Linked DNA regions of Rattus norvegicus: region 2 is linked to region 1. Evidence: chromatin contacts called from public Hi-C data. All regions are on one chromosome and are shown on one strand. The core of a region is the stretch at or near the end of the contact, and the rest is flanking DNA. Distances in the headings are between cores, read along the strand shown. Region 1 has its middle 59 kb from the start of Tes. Region 2 has its middle 73 kb from the start of Capza2.

Region 1 (5,202 bases), core at 460-2,959:
TTAAAATGATTTTACTTGCTTTTTAAAGATTTAAAAGTTGGTCTCCTCTACTAACCAGTAAGCCTTTAAATTCGATACATCACTAGTCTTAGTGTTTATGGAGACTCTTTCCTTGAGAAGGAATAACTAAGTATCAATTCTCTGTGTGAGGTGTATCTTACTATAAGAAGATGAAAGACGGTTGGAAAACTTAACAGTATGGAAGAACGTTGCTGCCACCTAATGGAAGAGAGAAGTATACTCGTTATTCTGCTATAAGCAATTTCCTTCACCATATGGGAACATCCATATATGACATAACTATTTCTACAAATGCACTTAAATTGAAAATTAATTTTTATTTATATTAATTTCAAATTTTTGATATTCAGGTGTTTTATATACGTGCACTGTGGTTGCATAAGTAGCAAACTATGAAATGAGTTTAGTTGTGCTTTTTATTTGTGTATATTTAAACGAGATCTTTCTCTGTGGCTCAGACGGCTTTGAACTTACAATCTGCTTCGCTCCAGCTCTACAGTTCTGTGATTACTGATGAGAAATACCCATGTCTGGTTTTTCTGTTTTAATAGAATTTGCTCTCTTACAACTTTACTGGGATCAAATTTAATAAAGGCTTAGTGATCTAGTGCATGAATCAAAGATGTTGATCTATTTTGTTTAAGTACTTTAGGAAATTCTAATAAACCTATCAGTGAAATGAAGCCCTAACCACAGTAAGAAGGGATACTGAGCTGAGAGAAAACAGTCGGGAAATCATAAAAATGACAGATAGAGATTGTCTGCATGTGCTTGTTCATGTACGAGTGGAGGTGTATTTGCCACAAAGATAATAAGCTACTCATAATTTTTCTGTTTTAAAATTATAATTATTTAAAGCACTGGCAGCATTGATTTCCCACCCCTCTTTTCCTCACGGGTGAAGAATGCTTGGCAGGTTGTCAGGTTAATCAATACGTTTGGATAAAAAGAATTTGTGACCTCATACACTCTTGAAGGTAGAGGAAAGGGGATGTAGGTACAGGCCGGAGATATAGGGGTAATTCTGAGATACAGGGGCAATTCTGAGATACAGGGGCAATTCTGAGATACAGGGGCAGTTCTGAGATACTGGGGCAATTCTGAGATACAGGGGTCAGTTCTGAGATACACAGGACAGTTCTGAGATACAGGGGGCAGTTCCGAAATACAAGGTCAGTTATGGAATACAGGGACAGTTCTGAGATGCAGGGGCAGTTCTGGAAAACAGGGGCAGTTCTGAGATACAGAGGCATTTGTGGAATACAGAGGCAGTTCTGAGATACGAGGCAGTTCTGGGATTCAGGGGCAGTTGTGGGATAAAGGGGAAGTTGTGGAGTGCAGGGGCAGTTCTGGAACACAGGGGCAATTCTGAAATACAAGGGCAGGTCTGGGATATGGGAACAGTTCTGGGATACAGGGAGCAGTTCTTGAATACAAGGTCAGTTTTGCAATATGGGAGCCGTTGTGGAATACCCAGGTAGTCAGATCTTGCCTCATTTAGTACCGTGAACTAAGAGTCAGGATAACGAAGAACACTCCTATTCCAAGGGAAACGTGTTCAGCAGCATCAGGAACCCCGAAGGGGGTGATAGGACAGCAGAAAAGTGCAGAGAAACAAGAGGACAATTCAGCCAAAGAAGTGAGTACCACGTGGTTCCAGGAGCGCAGGGAGAAACAGAAGGCTCAAGTAAATAAGCCTGGATGCCCTCTTGGAGGAGGTCAGCAGCTCTTCCTGGAATGAGCACAGACCCACAGCTCTCTCCAACCAGATCTCCCTGGGGATACTGGGAAGAAAAGAGGTTTCTTTGGCAATGGAGGTCTGGGACATTTTGTCATTCACGAGACTTGGATGCTGTGTGTAAGCACTATCGGAGAACGAATCTATTGTTTAAGACCAAGTTATTCCGAGGCCTGAGAAAAAGGAAAAATCAAAATGGAGATCCAGGTCAACCTGTCACAGCCTCCCTTAAAGTTCTAGGAGGAGAGAATCATACCTGGACGGGGGCTTGGCTCAGGCAGGGGTGTGTACAGTAGGAAGCAGCCTGGTCCTCTGGCAGCTGACTTCGCCTGAGACTGATGTGGAGTCTGAGCTCCATGAATAGACACAACTCTTCTGTAGATGCCCAACTTCGCCGAGTTAGGTGGTACCAGCCTCAATCACAGGGATACAGATCTGCAGCCGAGCTATACCCCGATACCCCAGTCCTGTACACTGTGAACTCTAAGCTTAGAGGACTCAGGAAGGAATCTCTTCCACATTTTGCATTTATTCCCCATGTTTTCTTTTAACTGGGTTTGTGATAGAATTCTGACACAGGGTTTTGTTTGTTTGTTTGTTTGTTTGTTTGTTTGTTTTCATAAGGTCTCATGTAGGCCAGGCTGGCTTCAAGCTTGCTCTGTAGCTAATGGTGACTTTTCTTGAACTCTTTTGTTTTTCCATGATGGAATTTATTCATTCTTTTTTTAAATTAGATATTTTATTTATTTACATTTCAAATGTTATCCCCCTTTCCCGGTTTTCCCTCTGCAAACCCTTTATCCCATCCAGCCTTACTCTGTTTCTATGAGGGTACTGTGCTACCCCAAACACCCACCCACTCCTGCCTCACCACCCTAGCATTCCTCTACACTGGGGCACCAAGCCTTCACAGGACCAAAGACCTCCCTCCCATTGATGACAGATAAGGCCCCTTCCGTTCCTCCAGTCCTTCCCCTATCTCTTCCGTTCGGGTCCCTGTGACCAGTCCAATGGTTAGCTTCGAGCATCTGCCTCTGTACTGGTCAGGATCTGGCAGATCCTCTCAGGAGACAGCTGTATCAGGCTCCTGTGGGTAAGTACCTCTTGGCATCCACAATATTGTCTGGGTTTGATGTCTGCATGTGGGATGGATACCCAGGTGGGGCAGTCTCTGATAGCCTTTCCTTCAGTCTCTGCTCTGCTCTTTGTCCCTGTATTTCCCTTAGACAGGAACAATTCTGGGTTGAAAATGGTTGGAGATGGGTGGGTGGCCTTATCCCGCAAATGGGGGACCGTGCCTAACACTTGGAAATGGTCTCTGGCAGGTTCTTTCTCCCTTTTGTGGGATATTTCATCTAATGTTATCCCTGTGGGGTCCTGGGAGACTCTTGTTTTCCTGGCATTTGGGACTTTCTTGTGGCTACTCCCAGTTTCCCATCCCCCATTGCTACACACCTCTGTTCAATTTCCTGACCCTCTGTACATCTCCATCGCCTCCCATACCTGATCCTCCCCTCTTTTCCCTCTCCCCATCCTTTCTCCCTCCCAAGTCCCTCCCACCCTCTATCTCTTGTATTTTATCCCCCTTCTAAGAAAGACTGAAGCATTCACATTTTGGTCTTCCTTCCTCTTGAGTTTCATATGGTCTGTGAGTTGTATCATGGGTATTTTGAGCTTTGCCTATCAGTGAGCACATACCATGTGTGTTCTTTTGTGACTGGGTTACCTCACTCAGGATGATATTTTCTAGATCCATCCATTTGCCTAAAGTCATTGTTTTTAATAGCTGAGTAGTATTCCATTGTGTAGATGTACCACATTCTCTGTATCTATTCCTCTGTTGAGGGATATCTGGGTCATTTCTGCCTTCTGGCTATTATAAATATGGCTGCTATTAACATAGTGGAGTATATGTCCTTATTACATAATGTTCTCATTTCCATTCTATCCTCTAACAACACCCCCCACCATGTATCCTCAGTTCTCTCTCAAATTCATGGCTTCCTTCCTTGTGTGTATGTGTGTGTGTGTGGGGGGGGTGTTGGTGTGTTTTTGTTACAACTGTTCTTCTTTATCTGTCTTTTGTTTAACCCTGCTTCTCTATTTGTCCCGTACTCTGTCTCCCTCACCTTATTCATTTGCTATTTCTATGTTTACCACAGGGAATTGGCCTGATGCTGCTTATATGCAAATGCTAAATTCTGTACCCTAAGATCTGGCTGTTCCTCCCCTCCCCCATGAGGATATCATCAAGGAGGAGGAGATCCTCACCTATGCCAGCTTTTATTGTATAAATCTTGACCCCAAGTTATCCCTGATTGGTTAATAAAGGTGCCCTTATCCTGGGCTGGGCAGAAGAGAGAAGGCAGGGCAAAGGCTCCAGGACTTGGGGGCATCTCAGGCATGAACCACAAGGAAAAGGGGAGATGAGGAAAAGGAAGACAATTCCATAGGGTAGGTGCTTCATGAGTACATGACCATGAGGGCTGGCCAGTTGGTGTAGGAGCAGCCCTGGCAGAACATGACAAGTAATAACCTGGGTTTATTGACAGGGAAGTATATAGAGTTATTGACAAAATAGTATATAGAGTTAATATTTGCCTAGCTCAAATGCTTTAAGGCTTATCATCAATATAGAGGGTTTTGTATCTTTTATTTGGGAACTGCATGGCCTAAATGGGGGTAAAAACCCCAGAATAATATTTGCCACAACAATTTACCTTAGGTATTTTTTAAAGTTTCATAGTACCTACTACATTAGTTGTAATATTGTGTGCTTTATGGTAATTTGTGGTGTGTTTAGGAGCTTTAATGAATAACTGGTTATGTGTGAATTTAAGTATTTTTAATATCTTCTTTGCTTTGGTGTTGCTGCTGTTAGAGCAGTTTGTTTCTCCGCTATAGGCTTCCTGGGGATTGAATCTTTGGGATCAGAAGAAGCCAATATAAGACATTATGAGACGTCCAGAGGACACATAAATGCAATAGTGCAAGAAAGTGTGGCAGCAGGACTCCTCCAAGAGATCCCAACCCCTTAATTACCTTAATTACCCAGTGCAAAGGTACTAGAGTCACTTTTAAAGGTAGTTAGTATTTCATAGAGGATTAGAAACAAGCAGGCGGGTGGAGAAAGTACCTGGGAAGGAAGTCACACAGATGCAAAAACAAAGATACGATTTTGAGAAGTAATGAAATGTCCAAAGCGAAAGACCCAGTAAATCAATTAAAAACATAGTGGGAAGTGTCAGTCACCCATAGAGTACACAAATTATAGAAAAAATCTATCAAGGCTGGAGGGCAAGAGAGAATGTGTTCTATATTCAGGCACCAATTAACAATTAAAAAATTAAGCCCCGGTTTATAAGAACTCTGTGGTGTGATAAAGAGACCAAACCTAGGAAGTGGAATAGAAGAGTCAGTTATCAGAACCTAAGATATGCAAA
Region 2 (5,120 bases), core at 1,663-4,162, 600 kb before region 1:
TCACAGATATCCTGCATATCAGATATTTACACCACGAATCATAACAGCGGCAAAATTACAGTTATATAGCAATGAAAGAATTTTATGGTTGGGGGCCACCATGACCTGAGGAACTGTATTAAAGGGTGGCGGCATTAGGAAGGTTGCTCTAAAGGGCAGGGATAATTGCTCTTATCCTAACTTTTGCATATGGTTCATATCCTGAGTGGATACTTTGGGTCGGAGTTCAAAGTCACCAAGGTTTAGAGAAACCTCTGCTGTGTTGAGCTCCCGTTGATTCATACGTAGTTGAAGGATGGGCTGGCACATCTGGTTTCATCTGGGCCCCTTCCCAGGGTGGAACATTTCTGGATTACCATACAAAGAGTTTCAGCAGGAGTCACTCTGGAGAGCTAGGCTGGAAGGAGGGAGACAGTGGTCAAAGGCTATTTTCTGTCCTCTTTATAGCATTTGGCCCAGTTGTTGCTGTTGTTGTTGTTATTATTGTTTTACCATGAAGATCTATTTCATAATACAAACAAACAAACAAACAAACAAACAAACACAAACAGCACAAAAGACTGAGGCAGAAAATTTAGGGCTGGGTTTTGAAGCAGGCAGGTGATGTAATCAGGTGTATGATTTTGACAGCTGTTTTTTTTTTTTTTTTGTCTTTTGGGGTTTTTTTGCTTTTTGTTTTGTTTTGTTTTGTTTTGTTTTGTTAGTTAAAAGGAGAAGATAAAACACAGTGGGCAGAATCGAGGGGTCGACCACTGTAATAATCTTGGACTTCTGAACCAAGTACAACTAGAAGGCATATTGTAAAGCTCATACATAGTATCCACATTGTCCTCATATCAACGTGTTTAAGATAAAAACCCATCCAACTATAGACATTTCATATGCTTACCATAGAGGGACTTATGTTTTTCTTTTTTTCTTTTTTTTTTGGTTCTTTTTTTCGGAGCTGGGGACCGAACCCAGGGCCTTGCGCTTCCTAGGCAAGCGCTCTACCACTGAGCTAAATCCCCAACCTCGACTTATGTTTTTCTTAACAGTTTATTTATTTATTTTTTTTATTTTTTTATTTTTTAGTGAACTATTGACTTTATTGGCATAACTTACAGGAACATGGATGACTCAGTGAAAGATGTGTCACTAAATAGCATTCTCCATCATTAATAGCAATGAGGGCTCACAAAGCTACACCCTTGAAACTTGTTTGCAGCTCCCCGAGTCATAAATGTCAGCTTTCCAAGACTTGTAAGGTTTACTTCCTGAGTCACACGAGCCTCTTCTCCTTATAGAAATGGATGCTTCAATTCAGAGGAAGTGGAAGTTAACAGAGCTGTGTTCCCTCCCTGCCTAAGAAGCTCGTGCAGCAAAGCTACAGACAATAGGATTCAATCTAGGACCTGAAGTCACAATCAGAACAATATCTTAGCCATCAAACAAAAATCAATGAAATTTGGTTTTGTATTAATCATGTTTTTTAAACAGGCAAAATAAAATACGTTATTATTTGAAGCTCTAGAAGAGATACATTTTGCTTTTATGTGAGCTTTAAGTGAAAATCTCAATTTTAATGCTCATTATAAGAACTGCATCTGAAAAAATAAAGTACTTTATCTGTTTGTTAACAGTTTATTTTAAATATTCCATAAATACTCATATCCACAGAGTAAAATGATGGGACAGATGTATAAAAGACAGTAACTTGTAAAGCATATGTATTTTCTGAATCACAGATTAATAATAATAATAATAATTAAAAAACCACAGTGTGACACATGCTGCTTTGGCTTACTCCCCCCCACCCCTATGAATCAACCAGTCCTGATTTTTTTTTTTTACTTTCCATCATTTTAAGCATTCATTTACTAAACTAACAGCATTTCATTAAGCGAGACTAATCCCTGAGAGCATTACCTTAGCCCATTAGCTTCCAGACAGGGCATTTCCTGGGATGAGATCATTATTCTTATTACTATTTATTCTGTTATTTTATTCTGTTTATATATTAAGTTCATCTTAGAGAAAATATCTGCATTGCTAGTTCTAACAATGGACATTTTCTTTCTGAAACATTTGGGTCAGCGATTTGATGCTTCTTCACCCAGGTGTTCCCAGAGACCCCCGTGGCTACCACAGAGGCTCTTACTCTTACGGCATAACAAATTAGAAACAGCTCTGCAGAAAGCTGGCACTGTGATATCTGGGTAGTTTTTCTTTACTGCGACTTCTGAAATTATCTCTGAGGATCATGTGACTGAAGTTGGGTTTCTTGGGGGCCGGTTTCACAAAGGTCCCTCGTTGGGTGTTTCTCCTTTACCACTGAGGAGTATGGTGGCTGTTTAGTCACGGTCGTGACGGAGAGAAGGCTTGACTTTAATGGAAGAAGCAGATGTGAAGGTAAGGACTTGGGCTGGCGGAGGGCACATGGCTACTTCCCCGCACCCGGCATCAGAGACAGAGCTAGAGACGCAGCCCAGGGGTGGGACTCCGAGATGCCATGTGCTGAGCCTCAGATTTGATTCTGAACACTGAAAAAATAAGGAAAGAGAATAGAGTAAGCAAAACGAAAACTAAAACAAATTAAGATAAAATAAGAGACAGACAGCAGACAGGCATAAAACCACTGAAAAAATTAGGAGAAACCACAGAAAGGTAGATGAAATATGGTACTAAAGAATTCCAGTCTGCCCAATAAAAATAGGAACTGATATTATGGCTCCTGGACCATAACCGAGGAACACAAATGGTTTGGGGGTAAAAACAATTCTGACATGTTTGGATGCCAAAAATTTTTTTGAGTTGATCTCTTTTGGCCTGGTAAGATTTTATGCATTTTTATAGTTCCAGCCAAGTGGTCTAAGGATTACTGGATGTGTCTGCCAGCCTGGAGCTCTGTGTTAGCACGAAGAATGTTCTCGTCTCACAGTGAACAAGTAAACGAATGAAGACAAAGGACTGCTTCCCACAGAAGGGATGGAAATTAATCGTCATCTAAGTCTTGAGCTGGTGCTCCAAAACAATGTGGGATTATTATTTATTTAAAATTGAAATTTCTGTTTATTCATGATGAAACATGGCCATTTTCTTCTCATTTTACTTCTTCAGTGCCACCTGAATAGCATTTGAAACTTAGTTTAGCTGGTCCTTTCACTGATAGCCTCTTCCTCTCTCTGTCTCTCCTTGTCTCTCCTTGTCTCTCTGACACTCACTCTCTCTCTCTCTCTCTCTCTCTCTCTCTCTCTCTCTCTCTGTGTGTGCGTGTGTCTGTCTCTCTGTCTTTCTTTCTGTGTGTCACTGTCTGTCTCTGTCTTTCTTTCTGTGTGTCACTGTCTGTCTCTGTCTTTCTTTCTGTGTGTCACTGTCTCTGTGTGTGTGTCTCTGTCTCTGTCTATCTCTGTCTCTCTGTCTCTCTGTCTTTGTCTCTCTCTATGTATCTCTGTCTCTCTGTGTGTCTCTGTATCTGTCTCTCTGTCTCTCTCTGTCTTTCTGTCTCTGTCTCTGTGTCTGTCTTTCTGTCTCTGTCTCTCTGTCTCTCTGTCTCTCTGTCTCTCTGTCTGTCTGTCTGTCTCTCTCTCTCTCTCTCACACACACACACACACACACACACACACACACACACACACACAAAGTGGTGAATGTCTCTGTAAGCATCCACATGTGCTAGTTGGAGGTTAGATGTTGGCATTAGGCCTCTTCCTTTACCCCTCTCTGCCTTGTTTTATTTGAGGCAGTCTATTACTGAGCCCCCAGAACTTACCTATTAACTAGATTGGTTGACTATAGAGCCCCAGGATCCTCCCATCTCCAACCCCCCCCCAAGCTGGAATTACAAATATGCATTGTTAAGCCTAGGCATTATGCTTTTTTATTTTTTCAAGAATTCCATACGTTAATACTGTATTTGTATAACTATACTACTCCCTCCCCTCACTCCCTTTTACATTTATGACCTCTTCTGTAACTATTGTCTGACACACACGCACACACACATGCACACATGCACGCATGCACGCACACACAAACTACCCAGTCCATTTACTGCTGCTTGTATGTACAAGTGTTTAGGACTGGCCATTCGGATTAGATAAACTCTTGGGGAATCCAAGGCCTTTTTAAAACATGGGTGCTAGAGATTTGAACTCAGGTCCTCAGGCTTATGCAGTTAGCACTTCATCCACTGATCTCTCTCTAGACCCCCTATTCCTTATTTTTTTAAACCACAGCAATAATAAAGGATGAAGAGATATTGTTTAGATATTAATTATGCATACTATTATATAGATCATACGAGACAGTGGAAAAGGGAATACTGGGGTGGAACAGTTCAAGGGTACACGTGAGGAGTGGGATAGGGAGAAGGGGGAAAGGAGAGGAAGCAGGGGAGGTTTCAACCTAAGCTATACAGGAAAATGTTATAAGGGAACCTGCTACTTTGTATGGTAATCCAAAAATAAAATACATTATTATAAATAAGTAAAATGAAAAAGGTAATTCGCATGAGCCTTCTGAATCCACATTTTTTAACAATAAGAAAAACACATTCACCGGAATAATTTTTAAAGCATCCAGTGAAGGAAAGAGAGTGAGGGCAGACAGTCCTTCCATTTCAAGCATTTGTTCAGTATTTGCCTTGAAGCCAACACAGCTCTAGCTGGTTGACAGGGCAGTCAGCCCGGCTAATGATGGGTTTTCATTACCATAGGTATGCTTTTGCAATTTTCCTAGATTTCTGTTCCAGGGTCACATGGTAAGTCAATAGTAGTTATAAACCTCTCAGCGTTGTGATCAATACCCTTTGGCTGATGTAATCTAGACCTTTGCCGTGATTTACAACAAAGGACAGTTTGGGCAGCCTCTGTTTTATTACCTTCAATTCACCAACTGAAATATTTCACTGGCTATGACTGAAGTTCTTTCCATTTTTGTGATAGATAGGGAATTAAGATAGTCCAGAAGAAAAAGGTCAGGTTTGACGAGGGAAACCAGCAGTAGGTGTTGTTTCCTCTGAGGCACAATGCCCTCATGCCTTTCTGTGTCACAGCATTATCTCACGTGCCAGACAGAGTCGTGTCTGTGTAGCTCCCTGTGTGTAGTCATCTGGATGGAGAAGGATGCCCATGAAGTAT

Evidence for each region. Hi-C and Micro-C count contacts between places; a contact is called where the count stands out from the background.
Region 2: a contact with region 1 is called in a Hi-C map of the A7r5 cell line, with 9 times the contacts expected there. The contact joins two enhancer-like sites. A contact is called at or near these places in 3 of 12 Hi-C or Micro-C datasets (the A7r5 cell line, frontal cortex and mammary epithelial cells).

Annotation. Positions count from the first base shown.
Region 1 is chr4:46,269,353-46,274,554 of GRCr8, reverse strand. No RefSeq gene overlaps it. Among named protein-coding and RNA genes, the nearest start is that of Tes, 59 kb to the left of the region's middle. Within about 2 kb of position 1,709, at least 1 of the 93 cell types and tissues checked has an H3K27ac peak or open chromatin away from gene starts, as enhancers often do. A contact at or near this core is called in the A7r5 cell line, where this site is marked.
Region 2 is chr4:46,868,198-46,873,317 of GRCr8, reverse strand. No RefSeq gene overlaps it. Among named protein-coding and RNA genes, the nearest start is that of Capza2, 73 kb to the left of the region's middle. Within about 2 kb of position 2,912, at least 4 of the 93 cell types and tissues checked have an H3K27ac peak or open chromatin away from gene starts, as enhancers often do. A contact at or near this core is called in the A7r5 cell line, where this site is marked.